Linked DNA regions of Mus musculus: all the other regions are linked to region 3. Evidence: chromatin contacts called from public HiCAR-type and promoter capture Hi-C data. All regions are on one chromosome and are shown on one strand. Each heading gives the region's core, a stretch centred on a gene start, on an enhancer-like site or on the middle of the called end of the contact. The rest is flanking DNA. Distances are from core to core; before and after follow the strand shown.

Region 1 (4,119 bases), core at 1,605-4,104, 980 kb before region 3:
AACAGGCTTTCCTACCAGTCAGCATTCAAGAAAATGCTCTGTAGGCTTGCCCAGAGGCCAGCCTGATGGAGACGGCTTCTCAATTGAGGCTCCTCTTCCCAGACGACTTGAGCTCTCTTAAGTTGACAAAAAACCAACGAGCACTCTTCACTGAAACTGAAACTCAATGTTTCTGCTAGTCTGGCTGGACAGAGAACCCCAAATTCTGCTGTCCCCCAACCAAGCGCTGGGACTTCAGGAGCATGCAGTCATGCCCAACTGTTATAGGGTGCTGAGGATCTGAACTGAAGCTGCCACACTTGTTCAACAAGCACTTTACCACCCAACCATCTCCCTGGATCCTATTTACAAAAAAACAAAAAACAAAAACCAAAACAAAACCCAACCAACCAACCAACCAACCAAAAAACCCCAAAAAACTGAGATAGTATCTCTTTACACAACCCAGGCTGGCACACTGAACTAGATTTCCAAGCTGCCACCGCCTCCTGAGTACTGACTTTACAGGTGTGTCACCATGCCCAGTTGCAAAGTTTTCAAACTGTAACGTTGAACTATTTCATGTCATTTGCATTACACGCACAGGGACATCCTTTTATCTTTTCACTATGGAAAGTGCACGGGCTTTTCTCCTTTCTCTGCCCTGTGTTACCTGGCTGTTCTGGTCACCTCCCTGTCCCGGGTGTTCAAGCTCCTGACCTTCTATATCCTCATACTCCAGGGCTACCGACGCTGACTGTGTTCTAATGACTAAATCTGATACCAGGCAAGCAGCTACCTGCTTGTTGTGACTTGTTTCTTTCCTTGGATGACCTACATTGGTATAAAATATGGTTTTTAAGCATATGCAGAGAAACTGGAAAACAGTGAACATCTCAATAATTATAGAACACTGAAAGTATTAGCAGGTAAGGGGCCAGTGATATGGCTTAGTGGTGCCTGGGTCAGCACTGACCACCTGGGTTCAGTTCCCAACACCCACACAGTGGAAAGAGAGCATGGGGTTTCAAAAGTATGCATCTACTCAGACTCACACACATACATACACAAGATAAATAAATGTACATATACAAGACAAATGTTAAAGAAGAATTAACACTTAAGTCATTAAGTGTTAAGTCATTAAAATTAACACCATTGTTAATATTAATTGTGGTGTAGGTTGGCTTACTCCTTTTATTTAAAAAGTTTTATTTATTTTCATGTGCATGGGTGTTTTGCCTGCATGCTTATCTATGTGCCATGTGTGTTCCTGGTGCCCAAGGAAGCCAGAGAGGGCATTGATGGAGTTAACAGAAGGTTGTGAACTGCCATGTGGGTGCTGGGAATTGAACTTGGGGCCTCTGGAAGAGCAGCCAGTGCTTTTAACCACTGAGCCATCTCTCTAGCCCCCAAATTTACAATTTTATTACTTAGTAAATTAAAAATCAAAACATTAATTAGCCATGTGCTATGGTACATGTCTATAATCTCAGAACTGGGGAGACAGAGGCAGGCAGATAGACCTCTGGAAGTTCCAGGACAGCCTGGTTTACATAGTGTGACTCTGTCTCAAATAACAGCAATAAGACATCAACCAGAAGGACACTAGGTTACTGACGAAACATTAGTTGTTGGTGCTAAGTGTTTTGCACGTTTATATTCGACTCTCAGAACAACTCTTGTGGAACAGAAACGGTTTATCAGCATTAAGCAGACGGTGGGGAGACATGACTAGATAACTGAGACACTCCGGGGTCAAGCTAATGCTCTCAGTATTAGCTCCATCTCTTGGTGCCTGTGAGTGAGAAACCAGTCAGCTCCTGTTTGCTGGACCTCGCAAGCCAGGGCAGCAGCAGGTAGAGTGTAAATACTTCCCTGGAAAGAGCTGAGATCAGGAAACCCAGGTCTGTGCCACAGCATACCTCAGACTGCACTTAGGACAGGGAAAAGAGTCACAGGAGCTGTGTGCTTTAAAAGGATGGTGTCGCTTAATTCTCTAAGCAACAAGGCGATAGCATCATTTTCATTTCAAGAGAGCCAGCCAGGTGTGGTGTTGTGTGTCTGTAATTCCAGCACTTACACAGTGAAGGCCGGGGTGGGGGTGGGGGGTTAGGAACTCCAGGCCAGTTTCAACTACATAGCCAATTCAATGCCAGTCTATACTACATGATCTCAATATATAAATAAATAAACAAATAAACCAATAAATGAGTAAACAAACTAATGAATACATCTCTCTCTCTCTCTCTCTCTCTCTCTCTCTCTCTCTCTCTCTGTGTGTGTGTGTGTGTGTGTGTGTGTGTGTGTGTGTGTGTGTGTAAACAGGGTCTCACTATGTAGTCCTGGCTGGCTTGTAACTCTATGTAGACCAGGTTGGCCTCAAACTCAGAGAGGCAAGCTCAACCACACTGAGCCATAGATAAGTAAGTGAAACAAGCAAACAAACAAATCTGGTGCTTGGAAGTGGAAGCAGAAGGATCAGGAGTTCAAGGTCACCCTCACCTACAAAGCCAGTTTCCATTGAGACTCCTGGCTCCAAAACAGATGGACAGACTGACTGACAGACAGGACAGACAAACAAACAAAGCCGAGTCTCAGTGACTTGCCAAGATGGCTCAGGTAGTAAATTGCGCACGCAGGCTTCAAATTCAGTTTGTCAATTCCAAACCCACGCGAACTTCACAGCCCGCGCCTTCTTAAGTATCTACAACCTCATTCTAGGTTCTTCATACACAGGTTGGGGAGAGATGACTTTCCTTACCGGCTGCTGAGGCGCAAGCGACTCAACCTTGGCTCCGCGCCGCACCAGTGACCTGCGACAGTGGGCGCCTCCTCCTAGCTGGGCTCCCGGCAGGTCACACCTTTCCCGCCCGCAGCCCCACGCGCGGTTCGCAGCGAACTACACTTCCCGGCAGGACGCGGCGCGCGCACGCGCACGGGGGCCTCCGCCATGGCGACAGTGCTGTCCAGGGCTCTCAAGCTCCCGGGTAAGGAGTCTGCAGCCCCGCGACCACGCTGTGGAGACCTGGCCTGGGGAGATGAGCGAGGCGAGGCGTGGCGCGGCGGGGCCTGGCTGTTATCTGGGAGGGCTGCAGCGTCCGGGGTAGAGGAAGGGGGCTCCCGGGTGTGAGTCGGGGACCGGGGACGCTCGGGGACACTTGGGGACTCTCGGGGACTCCCGGGGCAGACATTGCTGGAGGTGCGCGGGGCCGGGTCGAAAGTGGAGGGACGAGACGGTTACTGTCAGGTCAGAGCGCATGTCGTCGCAGTCTCCAAGGGAAGGCCAGACATTGGAGCATCCTTCCCTGAGCGCCGGGACTAGCTGCTGCTATCTGGGGCTGGACCAGAGGGGGAGCCGGGGGCTGCAGGACTGTAAGTGAGTGGCCTGGGCAGAACAGCATCCACTTACTGACAGCAGCTTTGCCGCTGTGAGCTAGCCCAGACAGGTGTTCTCCTTCCTCCTGTGTGCAGGAGGAAAGAAGAAAGATTAGGAAAATGGCTAATTGAATCACACGGGATCACACAGCAGGACACTGTGCTGTTTGAATTGCACTGTTTTAACCAAAGTGTATTTATTCTGTCGTTGGCAAAATTTAAACATTTAGGGCTTTCGAAAAATCTGTGGCTCCACTTAAAAAAATTAAACACTAAGTTATAAGCATTTATTGGCTGATCACATAAGACAGGAAGCAGTTATTTTCTCTGCCACGTTAGAAAGGGTCGCTCTGATAGTAAGCCTGAGGCCCTAGGAGGGTTGCAGGGACCTTGTTCTCAAAGAGTTTCTAGTCTGCTACCTTGAAACCGGCCTTGTATTTTAGATAACAAGAGACTCCATGTCTTTAGATCTTTCTCCCCTTTGCTGGCTGCTTGGAACTCTGGAAAGAACAGTGATACGATCTGTCTTGGAGTGTACACAATACTGAAATTAAGAGAGAGGCTTGCTTTCTCTGCAGGATACATTGACTTTGACGAAAGTACCCTGGGTTTTGAATGCTATCTTGTCAAAGGCATTTTCAGCCCTTTTTGTTTGTTTGTTTGTTTGTTTTTAGAGTTCTTGTTTTAGTTCAGCATAGATGATTGCTACTCTCTGAGAATAAAACAGAAAGGGAATGTACCTCGGGGTACAGGCTTACTTAG
Region 2 (3,949 bases), core at 190-2,689, 810 kb before region 3:
TCTCTCTCTCTCTCTCTATCTATCTATCTATCTATCTATCTATCTATCATTTATCTATCATCTATCTCTCTATCATCTACCTATAATCTATTGTATCTATCTATTATCTATCATCTATCAATCATCTATTATCATCTATCATCAATCTATAATCTATCTATCTATCTATCTATCTATCTATCTATCTACCTATCTATCTATCTATCTCTATTATCTATCCATCTATCACTTATGTACCCCAGGATAGCTTCTAGTTCTCCTTGAACTTATGCTATCCCTTCAACTACCTACCAACTCTCTCTCTCTCTCTCTCTCTCTCTCTCTCTCTCTCTCTCTCTCTCTCTCTCAATAGTGTCTCACTCAGTAGCCCACGCTGACTTGGAACTCACCATGTAGCCCAAGATGACCCTGGACTAAGAGCAATCCTCCTGCCTCAGCTTTTCAAATGTTGAGATCGCAGGCACGACCCACCAAACCTGTTTGATACATGTAATTCTTGCCATCTGTGTGAGCTAGGTGCCTACCATCCCCATTATATACAAGAAGGCAGAAAGAGAGGGCGCTTGCCCAAAGTCACATTGCAGCTAAGGAGAGCTGGGGTTAAATGTAGGCAGTGAGGACCTGAACCTCTTTAGGGAGGTGACCAGGGCTGCGGGATTGGACAACTCTGTAGCACCCCCCCCCCAACTCTGAGACTAAGTGGGGAGTGAGTGGTTCAGGGAAGAAGCTGTGATTGGGTCCCTGGCTGTCTTCACAAAAGCCAACTGTGGAGCAAGGTCCAATGATTATCACATGAAGATCAGAGTGCAAAGTCCTTAATTCGAAGACTTCCTCCTGCAATGCCTACAATCCATAGGGGTGAGAGTTTAACTAAAGGCCCAGGATTATGTGCTGTCAATCAGTGCCTCAACATTTGGAGCTTGCTGGGTGCCTTTCTACTCCATGGGTCTCATCCCACTGCCGCCTACAGGTCAGGGGCACAAGGGTCAGGCAGGGAAGCCAACGAGAAATGAGTCTGATAATTCCTGGTGATGAGCAGCTGCTGCTATGTGCAGTGGGGGAGGAAGAACGGGGGAATCCTGTTTGATGATTAGCCGGGACTTTAATTAACGTGGAACTGCATCTACCAGCTCTCCCCTCCTCCTGACCCTAACCTGTGTTTTGCCCTACGTCCTTGACAACCGAGGCTCCTTCTGGGTAGTAGAACTGGGCTTCGGTAAACAGATCTATTTGTGTGACTCCTCTTACTCATTTGAAGCAATGTCACTCCTTTTTCCACTGTGGTCTGTGTGTCTGAGTCAGAGGGAGCTACAACAGGGTTCTTTGAATTGATGGCTCACTCCCAGCCACATCTGACCGGCTGCCAACTTAGCAGGGCGTAGCTCACCAAGTTTTTTTTTTTTTAAATCCAGACTGATTCATAGAAACTCCTTTAAAACACGGGGAAAAGAAACCGCCCATCACACACCCCAGCACATCAGCCCAGGAAACTTATAACCTCGGGAGTCAGGTCCCTCCCCTCACTGTGGTTGCAAATCTCCTGAAGAGAGGACCAGACCAGCAGCCTGCTCTACCACCCAGGGCATCTGCCTCTCTCACTGGATACTCCAGGTAAGATTGTCCCCACACTGGAGAAACTCTGCAGAGCCCGCTCCTTTCTTTCCTCTCTTAGGCTCCTTGAAGCCCTCCCCTCTCTTCTTGCCTCTGCTATCCCTCTATGGCTCACAAAGAACGGAGTCCTTGAGACTTCTAGCTTAACGTAGTAGTGGAGGAATCTGGGATATCAGTGGGGGCCACATTCTCTTGCTGGTATGTGGATCCTTGCTCCGAGGAGACGGACGGAACGAGAAGGGACTTTGGAACAAACTTGAGTGCAATATTCTTTATGGAAGGAACTCTATGTGCCTTCGAAATGAATTAGCAGGGTTGGAAGATGTTTCCAAATCTTCTGTTTTCATTCAGATTACTTTGAGCTGAAATCTAGAAGGATGCTATGTTACCAAAACGCTCCGGCTTTTCTTTTCTCTCTGCGAAGGCAGGTTAAAGGCAGTCTCTGGGGAGAAAGTTTGTTCTGCTTTGTGGGTTGGTTATTGTTGTTTCTCTTTTACGCTTTTAGGTGACGGTGGATAAATATCTGAGTTTCAGTTAATTTTTGCGATTGCATTTACTGTCTGTCCCCCTCTTGTCTGTTGATGTCTGTTTAAGTATTTCGTTCTTTCTCTTGTTTTCCTCCACCCCCTTCTCACAGGAAGGGAAGAGGGGATTGGTTTGTTTAAAGAAAAACCGTTAGGGAAACAGAGGCAAAGGGTGTTTCAAATAAACCTTGGGAGGGGTTGATTTGGTGGAATGTGTGGGTTCCAGAATCCTTAGCCAGATGTGGAGGTGGAGGAAGGAGGCAGAGGGGAGAGGGTGGGGCTGGGGGCCTTCGGGGATTCCTGTAAGGTTGCTGAATGGCTCTGTGCTTCCACCCAGGCTTCTGCATTCTGGAGCCAACTTAGGAAAAAAAAAAAGATCTTTCAGAATCTATTAAAGGATTTTTTTTTCTAAGTGGACATGGAATTTTCTAGTGTGGCAGTGGTCATATGGGAATATTTACCTTATTTCTTTTGTGTAAAATATTATATAACTACAAACCCACGTGCTAAGTGCAAAAAGAACAAAGGCACTCGGCTGTGTTTGCTTTTGTTTTTATTAGCTTAGCATTTTGGTCGAATGTCTGTGGAGGTGTGGTTCATTTCAACACAGATGTGGGTTTTTTTTTTCTCCTCTCGTAAACAAGCCAGAGGAGAGTGACAGGATTCAGCTTGCCTGATGAAGAGCGAGGCGCCTTTCTCTTTAGAAATGCAGCTCGCTGGTTGGAAGAGAAAATTTAAAAGTAATTGGTGGGTGTGTATCCATTGATCCTTCAGAAATCTCTGCAAAGCCTTTCCCCAAGGAGGGGGTGATGAGTAAGCCCTGGGACCCATTTCTCAAGACTGAGTTTGCTTCCAATGTTTATCACTTCCAGATTGCATGACTGTGAACTGGGGAAGCCGTCTTCGTTAGGTCCACAGCCACAGTTTCCTGTGAAGATCACATGTGTGATTGTGTGTCATTCTGATCTGGTTGAAACTAGGCAACCTTAAACAAGTCAGCAAAAAGGGAACACTAGAGGGAGGGGTAAACTGCCACCAACTCCATGAGCCATGGAGCTGTCTCAAACTCCACTGTCCCTTGATAAATGAGAATATAATGCTTTGTGTGCTACCCCCTCCCTGCCCCCATTCCCTATGGAGTTGGAAGACAATTTTAAAAAAAATGATGCTCTGACTTTTTGCCTCCAAGTAGTGGGAGAGCCCCTGGGCTGTGTGTGAACCTTTCTGGGCGTCTTCAGCTCTAAGTCTTTGGTTGTCCTGGAAAAAGAGGCCATTACCACCCCCTCCCAAATCATAGCCTCCCATCCTTAGGCCGCTCCAGTTTCATCCAGAGACTGCAGAATGGGGTGGAGGCAGAACACTGTCCAGGGCTGCTGGACATCCGGTTTGGCATCCTTGCCAGAGAGCCCCCAGATTTTACATTGTTCCAGGGTTCTAAACTGTCCTGGGAGTTGGCAGAAGATCAGCAAGGTCCAGCTGGAGACGATCATGTCCTGAGACTGTGGCTACGGGCCAGTAGTAAGGGCAGCCCTTTGCCAGAGGACAGATGTCTGTCCCCAGACCTTGAGAAAGGTTGGCTGGCTTTCTCAGCAGTCTTTGCTTTCCTCTGGAAACAAGATTAGGCCGGTCTCCAGCCCGGAGGAAAGAGTCTGTGGAAGCTGTTGGGAATACAGGGCCTCTTGCCTGGTTCTAGACAGCTTTGGGACCAAAGAGCAGGAAAGCCAAGCCCATTTCTGTTATGGAAAAATGGATTTTCTGTAGCCTCCACACAACCTGAAGGGGTCTCCACCTGGGATGTGGCCAAGGGTTCCTTC
Region 3 (3,946 bases), core at 1,250-3,749:
ATTAGCTCTGTGTAAATCAAATGCTCCTTAAGTCGGAGAAGCATACAGGTCCCCTGGCTGCCTGTGTCTGCATATAGACATACCCCCTCCCAGCCTGCAACCTCTTCTGTGCCTGCATCCAACCACCCCCACCACCTTCCCGGAAAAACAAAACCTGTTAGATAGCAGAAGCATGAGAAATGACCTGGAGGTCCCCTTCTTTGTCACAGAAGCCTTTCCCACAAAACAGCATTATTTTGAGATCATGTTATTTTTTTTCTCTCCCAGAAAAAAAGAAATATCATCTGAGACACTGGGGGAAAAAAACAGATTTAAAACAAGAAATCCCCACCCCAGGTGAGGAAAAAGAATAAAATAGAATGTGCCCTACCTTGGTTTGTAGAAGCCAAAGCTCTAGGCGGACAGATTAAGGGAGAGCGCATGTTGGGAATATCCAGAGTCCTCTTCTCGCTTGCATATCCACATAAGAAAGACGGAGGATAAAGGGACAGAAGAACATTTAAAATCCAGTGGAGTGTGAATTTGGTTTTAATCTTGTGTCTTGAAGAGATGTAAATTCAAAGGAAAAAATGTAATGTGAAAGGGAATCTCAGGGTGTGGAGAGCGGCTCACAATGCAGAATCCAGAGCCATTATTCCATGTGCATGTGAGGTTAGTAGCCCGAATATATAGATTTAAGGAGTCTCCGGCAATTAAGGGTTGGGTTCTCTTTTCTTTTTTCTTTTCTCTTTTTCTTTTTAATTTTTTGGAGCTTTAGTAGAGGAGTCTCTGTGTGGAGAAGCTGGGGGCAGGCTCTGTCCCTCCGTGGAGCGTGGTCATTCCCAAAGCGTCCCCTTCCTAAGGGGAAAAAACGAGGAGGTCAGGGTTTGATTCGAGTGTCTCCCGGAGGGTTAGCAAAATGCATGCCGGAAAAAAAAATATAGATATCTCTATACCAAGTCGTTATAAGGAAAGGGGGAGGAAACCCTGCATTTCCCACAGAGTACACACCAGAGGAATTGAAAACAGCTGGCACCAATCTATAAATAATTCCGAAAAGGTCTGCCTATGCCGTTCCTGGGACAGGCATGGATGAAAGGTGAGAAAAGCCAACCTGAATGGAAGAGAGGGAAGAGGGAAGTGGAAAGCAAGGAGGAAGGCAGGGAGAGGAGGCTCCACACAGCAGTTCACACTCACACACACGCGCGCGCGCGCGCATGCACGCACACCATCCCCACTTAACTCGCCAGTGAGTGCGGCCCCCAGCCCCATCTGCAATGCTGCTGACACGTCTGGCTCGCTCTCCTCATCTCCTCCAGCAGCGGAGCCTCCTCCCACCCCGGGCTCGTGCTCAATGGGTTCTGATTGTGCACCGGCCGCACACTGGGCATTTCTTGGATGGGGCACACTGACACGCGCGTACACACGCCCCCGACGCGCACGCGCCCCCGCGCGCACTCACACTCACCCCCGCGCACACTCACGCCGCCGGCGCGCTGATGTGCAGCGCACCGGGCTGCACCTGCAGCCAGAGGATTGGACTGGAGGGTCGCAGCGCGTGGCTCCCGCCTCTGGCACCGCTGCCCAGCCTCTCCCCTAGAAGGGATTAACCACCTCAGAAAGACCAAAGGCAGTCCTGTCCCCTTCCCCCTCCCCAAAAATATCCTTTTGTTTAAAAGGAAAAATAAAAAACCATCCAAAATAGCAAGTGCCCGGTGCTGCTGGATTGGAAAGCTGTACCCAATACCAGGTTGGTTAGCAGTGCCAAGGCTTCGAGCCTTTATCTGCCTGATTTCTCCAAACCCTCAAAATTGAGACTCCAAAGCGGGCATTTACGTACCGGTTCTGCACCTCCGAGGTGGCAGTCTCCGGAGAGGGGTGGCGGGTGTCGAGGGTTTGAGACGTTTTCTTTCCTGCAAAGCAGGATAAATGGATCAGTCTCCTGGGTTGGGAAGTTCACTACGACTCTTTGCAGAGCAGAAGGAAATGTATTCGGATGCCAGCTCCGCTGGATGCCGGGGATAGAAAGGCAGCTTGACCCGAGAAGCGCTTCTCCATAGAGCCAAGCCCCGAGATTTCCTAGAGGTGAAGGAACCCAAGGAAGTGGTGCTGGAAAGGGGGTGGGGGAGGACCTTCCTTTCTCAAAAAGGGGGGGGGGGAGTGGAGAGGCAAGAGAGCCCAGATTCCAGTTGGTGGTGATGGGAGCCGGGGGAGGGGAAGCGGGCGGGGGCAAGTCAAGCGTTCGGCAGCAGGAGAGGAAGAGCAGGGGAGGAGGGGGAGAGTAAGAAAAATGGGTATTAATCACCGGCGACGCGGGGAGGGCGGGGACATCAAAGGTCCTGGTCTTGATTTGGGTCTCACACCCAGGAACGTGCCACTCAAGCGCGCGCTCGCGCGCGCACACCACACACACACACACACACACACACACACACACACACACCCTACCTCTCACACAGGAGGTTCAGGAGGAGAAACCCAAGAGGCAGGGTGTGTGTGCACGCGCGTCCTCTTGCTCTCCACCCCCCACCCCTCCCCACTCCCAAACCCCCTCCATCACCCCCTCACTCCCACTGCTAAGACTCTTGGCTGAGGCTGCTTCTCACGTCATGAGCTGGGGGAAGTGGGGTAGCCAGGGGGTGGGAAAAGCTTAACCCGAGGCCGTGGTGCCTCCTCCTGGCAGCAAGAAGGAATAGCAGCGAGATGGGGCGGCTTAAGGGAGAGGGGAAACAGTGGCCACCTTGGACCACCGCGCAGGGCTGTGCACCTCAACCCGAAGGCCATGCTGCAGACTGACACTGAAACCACTCCCCTGGTTCCATTCAGCAGTCTCTGCTTAGTACCTGCTTTCCGGGTGCAGAGTGCAACTTGATGACAGGATTCTTGTCTTCAGGGAGCTTGAGATCTGTCTTCAGTGCAGGAAATTGACAGTTAAACAATAGGGAAGCAGGTAAATGTAATTAAAAGGCTGAATTGTACAGCAGTGTGTGTGTGTGTGTGTGTGTGTGTGTGTGTGTGTGTGTGTGTATGTGTGTATGTGTGTGTATGTGTGTATATGTGTGTGTGTATGTGTGTGTGTATGTGTGTGTGTATGTGTGTGTATATGTGTGTATGTGTGTGTATGTGTGTGTGTATATGTGTGTATGTGTGTATATGTGTGTGTGTGTGAGTGTGTGTGATATTTTCCGGCTGCTGGGAAAGATTTGAGGACTTTGGGGTTCTTTTTTAAGTGGATTGCGTTATTTAAAGATCTCAAGCAAAAATGATAGACAAACGAATGTTTCCCATATGAAATGATTTTACAGCACTGACTAACCCAGCTTCTCTAAAACGGAAAATAGCAGCCATTTCTCTCCCTCTTGAGCTGTTTTATGTTTTGGGAGTCCTTGTGATCACTTGTAGTATTATCTATTCTTCAATATTAATATCCTTGTAGATACATCCTTGTTATTCTCACCCATTGTCTCTGTTACAGTGGAGGTGAACTTTTATGGCAGTAAAACAACGGGCTTCTCACTCACCAACCTGGGAGAATGTGACCGGAACACACAGGGATCGGTCCCATTCCAAGCAGCCTGGAACTCCGGTCTACGGGCCAATGCGCACTGGCCTCTAGTCCAGTCAGCACCAGGAACACCTCAGGCGGGTTCTCCACAGCAGTGTTTTTTCCCGTTCCCTGAACTTTGTCAGGCTAATTCTTGGCATCTAATGTTTTCACGACACACAGAGGAGAACACAAATATCGCGTATTCAAAAGCAATACCGTGTGCCTCTCTGTGACCATTCCCATTCTTTCCCGAGACAAAGTGAGGTTGCGCATCTACTCCTTTGGGAAAGTGTGGAATGTGGTCACTGCTCTCTGCTGGATGCACACAATGGCCGACTGGACCCAATCATGTGCATGTTCTAGTGACTGGAACAAAGGCAGATGCCCTAAGCCAGGACACAGTGAAGCACGCTGCCCTTG

Evidence for each region. Promoter capture Hi-C pulls out the DNA fragments that hold promoters and counts their contacts. HiCAR-type assays count read pairs that join an accessible place to other places.
Region 1: a contact with region 3 is called in a HiCAR-type map of astrocytes, with 5 times the contacts expected there. The contact joins the promoter of Fam234b here to the promoter of Grin2b in region 3. A contact is called at or near these places in 2 of 39 promoter capture datasets (cranial neural crest and hippocampal neurons) and 2 of 115 datasets of contacts at active chromatin or transcription factors (astrocytes and embryonic forebrain).
Region 2: a promoter capture Hi-C map of neural stem cells shows a contact between it and region 3. The contact joins the promoter of Emp1 here to the promoter of Grin2b in region 3. A contact is called at or near these places in 2 of 39 promoter capture datasets (cranial neural crest and neural stem cells) and 5 of 115 datasets of contacts at active chromatin or transcription factors (astrocytes, embryonic forebrain, embryonic stem cells and 2 more).

The regions. Positions count from the first base shown.
Region 1 is chr6:135,195,133-135,199,251 of GRCm38.p6, forward strand. Fam234b (family with sequence similarity 234, member B) reads left to right here and starts at 2,855. Exons shown (of 13, transcript NM_028982.4): 1 at 2,855-2,969. The coding sequence starts at 2,933. Gm36533 (a long non-coding RNA gene) reads right to left here and starts at 2,892. Exons shown (of 2, transcript XR_869506.2): 1 at 2,744-2,892.
Region 2 is chr6:135,361,492-135,365,440 of GRCm38.p6, forward strand. It overlaps Emp1 (epithelial membrane protein 1), which reads left to right and starts at 1,440. Exons shown (of 5, transcript NM_010128.4): 1 at 1,440-1,611.
Region 3 is chr6:136,171,046-136,174,991 of GRCm38.p6, forward strand. Grin2b (glutamate receptor, ionotropic, NMDA2B (epsilon 2)) reads right to left here and starts at 2,500. Exons shown (of 15, transcript NM_001363750.1): 1 at 2,428-2,500; 2 at 1,820-1,892; 3 at 371-837. It overlaps Gm26653 (a long non-coding RNA gene), which reads left to right and starts at 1,983. Exons shown (of 3, transcript XR_378074.4): 1 at 1,983-2,064; 2 at 2,809-2,929; 3 at 3,455-3,946.